Linked DNA regions of Zea mays: region 1 is linked to region 2. Evidence: chromatin contacts called from public Hi-C data. All regions are on one chromosome and are shown on one strand. The core of a region is the stretch at or near the end of the contact, and the rest is flanking DNA. Distances in the headings are between cores, read along the strand shown.

Region 1 (3,539 bases), core at 40-2,539, 230 kb before region 2:
TCAAGGCCGCCGACGAAGCTGAGGATGCGGCGGCGGTCGCTGCGCTTCGCCGGCATTTCGTGGTCGACCACGACGATCTTCTGGTGGTGCGTGATCATGTAGGCGATCTGCGCGCCCATGACGGCGCTGCTGCCGGCGTCGGGGTTGCGGGGGCAGAGCACGCAGTGCACGCCGCTGCCGCGGAAGTACTCCGCCGTCTCGGCGTCGTGCGTGCTCATGAACCCCCATTTCATCCCGAGGGACTCGACGGAGGTGCGGTCGTCCCACACCAGCATGAGCACCCGCACTCCTTCGCTCGCCTTGCGCTTCAGGAGCTCGCCGAGAGTGGCTTCGCCGCCGGGGCGCGGCCGGCTGCCGTCCCTCAACAGCGTGATCTCAGTGTACACCGACCATCCGGTGATGTAGATGAGGTGGCGCGCGTTGCTGATGGCGTCGAACACGTCCTCCCAGCACCTGCCCGGCTGGTAGAGGCGGCCTCCGGCGAGCGGGATCCTGGGCGCGAACGCGTCGGGCGTGTGCGCGTCCTGGTATAGCGTGACCCTGCACCCGGGCCGCTGCGAGAAGAAGGTGTACGGCACGCCAGGGTACCGCGCGCCGCCGACGCCCCGGCCCCACCCGCGGGGGTCGGCGGACACGTCCTGGAACCGCAGGCGCACGCGTATCTTGGGCCCGTGCGGGAGCCGCTTCTTGCTGGCGTCGAGGATGTCGAGCGACCGCTCGATCTCCTGGCCAGCGATGAGGTCCCGGACGGGGAGGTAGGCGCGGCCGATGAGCGTGGCGCCGATGGGCTGCGCGGCCTTGACGGAGAACACGACGTCGGAGGCGAAGTGGGCGCAGTAGATGTGGAACACCTCGTACCAGCGCGGGTTCACGGGGTCGCCGGTGATGACCCGCGTCCGGCCCACGCGCGCACGGCCGAGGTCCACCGTCGCGTACAGCCGCGTGGAGCCCTGGCCGAGCCCGAGTGAGTCCTCGAACCCCTCCACGAACTGCAGGCGCGGCGCGAACGAATCAGACGAAGTAAGTACAAGAATCTTGAATCGGGACGAAGCAAAGCATGGAAGCTACTGCTAGCATTTGCGATGAAGAAAAGATATGGGTCGATCTTGGACTGATTTACCTTGCGGAAGATCCCGGGGGCGCCGCCGGTGGCCCGGGTGGGGTTGGTGAGGTGGTCGGCCTCCAGGATGGTCGCATCCAGAGTGCCGTGCAGCAGCAGGTGCGCCATGGCTGCACCTCCACCTCCTCCACAGCTCGCTTGTGCTGCTGTTGTCCAAGATAACTTCACCTTCCAACTTCCAGTTCCAGAACGGAGGAAACGATGTGCCAATAGGTGAGAGACAGAGACCTGTCACTCTACCAGCTTTCGTCAAAGTGGATGCGCGTGATGCCAACAAAAAAAAAAAAATCACCAAGCGTAGCAAGAAATTAAGACTGGCTGATTTGGAAATGATTCAGAGTTAGAGAATGTGCGGAGAAATTAAGTGGGGATTAATTCGGGATGGAACATGCCAACAGGAAGGAAATTAATTAGCAGACGATTGGCTGAAGCCCTGAGACTGATGAGGAATCAGAGCAGATCTGGGAGAGTCCAGTGCGCAATGAACTGTGACTCTGTCAGTGCGTCAGCGTCTGGTCATCGAAGTCCAAAGATGCTCACACTATCCATCGCACTGTCGATGGGGGAGGCCATTCGAAATGATCACATGAAGTCGCAGACACAGGCAGCCATACGAGATCTGGGAAGAAGTTAGATTCAAAATCAGAGCAAAGAAGCAGACAAAAGATCGTGCAGTGCAAAGACGATGAACTCGAATCGTCGGCCACAACAACAGGCAACAGAAATGACCCCGCGGGCCCAAATGGCACCAACGACAATCTTGGGCTTTTGTTTTTCTTTCTTCAAAAATTATATTTGGATCTAACCTACTGGACCATCTTTTTATTTGGGCTTTTATTGGGCTGTAGACACGTGGACCGCAGCGTGTCAGCTCTTTTCACTAATGCCTACTGTATTTTGACTTTGGTTACAGACGACGGAAAGAATTTGGGATGTAATGGGATTGATACACACACATATTATTTGTTTCATATTTGATTCCATATTTCCTCTCCGAATTTGAATCAGATACGAATATTATCAAATTATATCAGATAAGATTTAAATAGATATGACAATAGATATATATTTCCACAACACACCTTTGATATAATGCAACAATCACTGACATGCGTAGCCAACTAAGGGCTTGTTCGGTTAGCTCTCAATCCATTTGGATTGAGTGAGATTGGATGAGTTTAAATCTCAAACAAGTCAAACTTCTTCTTAAATTTTCTCAATCTCATCCAATCCATGGGTAACAGGATTAACCGAACAAGGCCTAAATATCTCTTGGAGCCTAGAAATCATTGTAGTAATGTCATGGTGCATCTAGAAGTGTAGAAATGTTGGATGTTCGAAAACATTCCACATAATGTACCAAACCGTAGAAACATGGTTAATGAGGAGATGACACTACTATGTTATGTAGCGGCCTCTACCAGGACCTAGCTACAAAACAATGCAGAACCCCCCCCCCCCCACATGTAAATTCGTTGATGTAACCTTCGCAAGAAGATGTACATAATCTACCCTTTTATCTAATAAAAAATATTGTATGGGCTTTCCCTAAGTAAATTTATCAAGAGATTTAAATGGATATCGACATCCTAAATATCCAATTTTTAGTATATAGATAAAAATACAGATCAGATACTGACTTCGATACAGATCAAATCTTAGCACTCTTGCTTAGGGATTGGAAGCGGAGCAAATCATCCACTACAACTCGCAAGCCACCACAATACTTCTTGCTTATTTGTGTAGGGAGGACTACAACAAGGTGAACGGGTTAGAAAGTGTCAAGGAGATTTGGGACACACTCAAAACGGTGCATGTAACACCCCGTCCAATCCCTGGACCGACGGTACTTACTCCTGGCAGCTCTCTACGATCATATATTGTCCCCACAGACCAACACAAGTCTTTTGTGCGCACTTTGTCCTCACTCATGCGCACCCGAGAAAACTTCCCGGTCGGTCACCCATCCCAAATTGCTCCAAGCCAAGCACGCTTAACTTGGAGGTTCTTTCGAGACAGGCTTCTGAAAAAGAAGATGCACCTTGTTGGTATGATTACACTATTAATTCTATTAAGCCTTGGGCTAGGAAATCACCATCCCAGGGGCCAAGATATGACAATCCACCCCCTTAGAAGACTGACGTCCTCGTCGGTCAACCCCAATCCAGGAACCTCCCCTCTTAGCCACGTCTGTGTGTCTAGTATCGTCATATGCCATGTCATGTGACCACTCCGGACCCACATGCTCCATGCGCCATATACCCGAACCCCCTAGCCAACACACGCCCGTGAAACCTCAAGGGTCGGCTCTGATACCACTTGTAACACCCCGTCCAATCCCTGGACTGGCGGTACTTACTCTTGGCAGCTCTCTAGGATCATATATTGTCCCCACAGACCAACACAAGTCTTTTGTGCG
Region 2 (3,491 bases), core at 903-3,402:
GGAGCTTTTAACCTTTACTAGATGATTAGATTTGAGCTCTGCATTCCCTTAGGAATGACTTTGGAGCTTTTTCACCTTTACTAGGTAATTAGATTTGAGCTCTTCATTCCCTTAGGAACGACTTTGGAGCCTTTTAGCCTTTACTAGGTGATTAGATTTGAGCTCTGCTTTCCCTTAGGAACGACTTCGAAGCTTTTCACCTTTATTAGGTGATTCCCTACTTACCTTCATGCTTGGGGATTAACTCTTTATTTTCTTTTATCATCATATCCGAAGTTGATGCATATGTGTTTTTCACATTATGCTTGGGGGAATACACGTTTGTTCAACAGCCTACTTTCCAATCTGCCATAAAGCTTCTCTCTTTCTTATGATATCTTTCAAGGACTATGGCGAAGGTATGATGATATTGTGGGATTGTAAGTAATACCGAAGCTTTCTAGAGACCATTAGGATTGCATAGAGGACCTTTTCCATTTCTGTAATTTTTTTGATGGGTCCAACACTTCGGAGACGAAGTATACTGTCATTTGTTTTTTCACCCCTTCTACCTCTTTTTCCTAGACCAAGGTGGCACTTACAGTGCAATGCGAAGCTGACACATATAGTAGAAGAGGAGCCCCTGGCGATGGCAGGGAAAGAGTTGTTAGCTGGATCAACTATTGCTTCAACTCTTCGAAGGCTTGCTGCTGCGCTGGTCCCCAATGAAATACTTTTGCTGACTTTAGCACTTCGAAGAATGGTAAGCTTCGTTATGCTAATCTTGAGATAAATCGATTCAGATCGGCAAGTCTTCCTGCTAACATCTGGGTCCCCTTTCTTGACTTCGGTGGCTCCATCCATGGTGATGTGTGCACGTTTTCTGTAAGCTATATGTGCATATATTGTATATATATATGATGTGGTATCCGCTTCCTAAAAGGAATAATTGGTATCTTACCACACTTAGAACGTTGCTTTGTTGTTATAGTTGCCAATGTGCCTATAAATTATGAGTTCATCTGAGTCTATGAAATATCAACTGGATGGTAATTTGACGAAACAATTTCAATCTAATGACAAATATCCAATTATCTCGAATTCGAAGAAGAATATTCGACCTAGAAATATGTAAGCAGATGAGGATTTGTCTCTCCTAAATCCTCTTCCGCGGTGAAAATGGGAAAGCTATAATTCTCTGTGCATCGTCATTGCAATTGTTTATCGGTTTTGCCGCATTAGTATTGATGAACGAAACGGCACATACTTATCTCTTACAACAACAAATTAAAAAGGCGTAACCATGTAGGCGATCCGGGTCAAAACCATGATTTCCGAATAGAGATAGAGCACAACACAGTGTAGTTAAGAAAGAAAAGTACAAGAGGTTAAGACAACCACGGCTAGCTAAGGAGAAAAAAAAGACCTCCACCCCGTTATCCTATCAAATTTCTATAAACATTAATACGATCATCACAACTATTTATATGACTGTAGCTATATATGCTCTAAAATATAAAACCTAAAAACACGTCTAAATAACATGTCCGTACCACCTATGGTCAATTATAACAAGTAAAAGCACTACGACCCCATATAATGGTCGTCCACCTGGACCTAAAGCTTAACGAATTAGCATGTACATCTTTGTCGATGTCAACATCAAACAGATATGTTTTATTGTCGACTTAGGTGGACCGCGCTATGGATCTCATACTTTTCTGGCTACTACTCACCAATGTCACCTGACTTGACCGTTAGTACAAGTGGCCACTTGGGTTTTTTTTTTGATCTATTTCAGATTTGGCCTCTTCCTCAATAAATCTAGGCGGGCGGCTACCGAACAGATTTTTTAATCCTTAAGATAATGATAGAGACACTCACTACCACGTGGAGTGTGCCACACGTACGAGAACTCGGAAGAACGAGAGCTACTACATTATCAACTCCAGCTCAAGAAGAACCACTGTATTTCGGCAAGCAAGAATGCCCAGCACACGGAGTAAACTGAGGTGAAGCCCCCAAGGCCTCTGATACGGTGGCTGGGCAGCCGTGTGCTGCCATTTCGAAACAACGGCGCGGGGAGTTGCGTTGAATGGTTGGTACTGGAGACTAGAGAGAAACTGACAGAGAAGGACCGAGGCTTTGAAGGCTGGGACAGGGACGCGCAGAGGATCTTGACATATCCCATTGGATATTCCCCTTCCGGAACGGATTATGCGCCGAATCTTCCACTGCCCCCAGCGTGCTCTGGTCATGCCCGTACTTTCTTAAAAGAGGCTACATGTAGAATATTGGAGTTTTGCTCGGATCCTCTGCGCCCCGTCATCTGTGCTCTTCCATGTACACCTTCTTTTTGTTTGTTTTTTTTTAAAAAAACTTGCTTTGGCGTCCAACAATGCCAAGTCGCCGCTTTACCCCATTGGTGGATTATGTATTTGGTGACACATTGAATATAACTTCTGTCGCCCGTTAGAGATTGCACAATAGGTTGGAGGAAATTAAATTACTCCCATTCCTCCATTTTTCTTCAGGACTTGTTTGAATACTCTTGTATTCACCTTAATCAATGTATATTGAGATAGATTGTATTGTAAATTAGTTTAAGTTATAATTTAGTCTATTTTAGTATACGTGGATTGAGTTAAATATGAAAGTATCCACGAGAAAAACACATTTCGAGTTTTCTTTGTCGCCAACCGCATTGGGAATCGTAGGTGGTCTTTTCACTACTGTCTCTGTGTGCGGAGTACTGCGTGCAGACATTCCAGCTGCTTGACCGTTGAGTTGTTTACAGTCAGTTGCTAGCTACATGCAGGCATGGGCCCAACAATTGTGACATCCCATTTAACATAAAAAAACGAAGCAAGTTTCCTCCTAACTTGGTCACTGTGCCGAGAACATATACGTAGAAGAAAAATGTATAGGGGGAGTACAACATTGACATTAATCTTTGCAACAAAAAAAGACTGGTTTCTTAATTTAATGTCACATCTTTACTATATTAAAGCATCGGTTTCAACAGTCGTCCCATGTTAATATTTTTTTAAAAAAACCATACATTTTTAGAATCAACATGCACTCCTATAATCTCTTCTCTACTACTATAATAGAAGAGTTTATGTAAAAAATAAGTTAAAATTATGTATAAGTGAGTGTTTGAACCTTGGTTGCTGGCTCCACATTCACACATACCTAATCAATAAAAACATATATTTTGTGCTTTATTAAAACAAATTTATCCTATGTTATATATATAAACCGTAGCAATGCATGTGCATATGACTAGTTGATTTTAATCAATGAGTTTGGCGAGGAGAAGAACATCATTTTTTCAGTTTAATTTAGTAATAGCCAGCCCCGTGCATCGCCCAGCGCATATGGACTGATCACACAGGGCCTCCAAAGTTTTAGGGCTCCAACTCTTGCGTATATTATGCTATGGTCTACTATATGCTAAAAAAATGAATACTTGGTTCAATTTTTGAATAAGCGAAATAATCGTGTATGAA

The links. A called contact is a pair of places that touch in the nucleus more often than the background predicts.
Region 1: a Hi-C map of leaf shows a contact between it and region 2, with 9 times the contacts expected there. The contact joins the promoter of LOC100279815 here to the enhancer-like site in region 2. A contact is called at or near these places in 2 of 25 Hi-C or Micro-C datasets (endosperm and leaf).

The regions. Positions count from the first base shown.
Region 1 is chr9:95,036,558-95,040,096 of Zm-B73-REFERENCE-NAM-5.0, reverse strand. LOC100279815 (phospholipase D family protein) reads right to left here and starts at 1,289. Exons shown (of 3, transcript NM_001152770.1): 1 at 1,121-1,289; 2 at 1-989. The coding sequence starts at 1,228.
Region 2 is chr9:94,803,937-94,807,427 of Zm-B73-REFERENCE-NAM-5.0, reverse strand. No RefSeq gene overlaps it. Among protein-coding and RNA genes, the nearest start is that of LOC103638685, 20 kb to the left of the region's middle. Within about 2 kb of position 2,152, at least 18 of the 20 cell types and tissues checked have an H3K27ac peak or open chromatin away from gene starts, as enhancers often do. A contact at or near this core is called in endosperm and leaf, where this site is marked.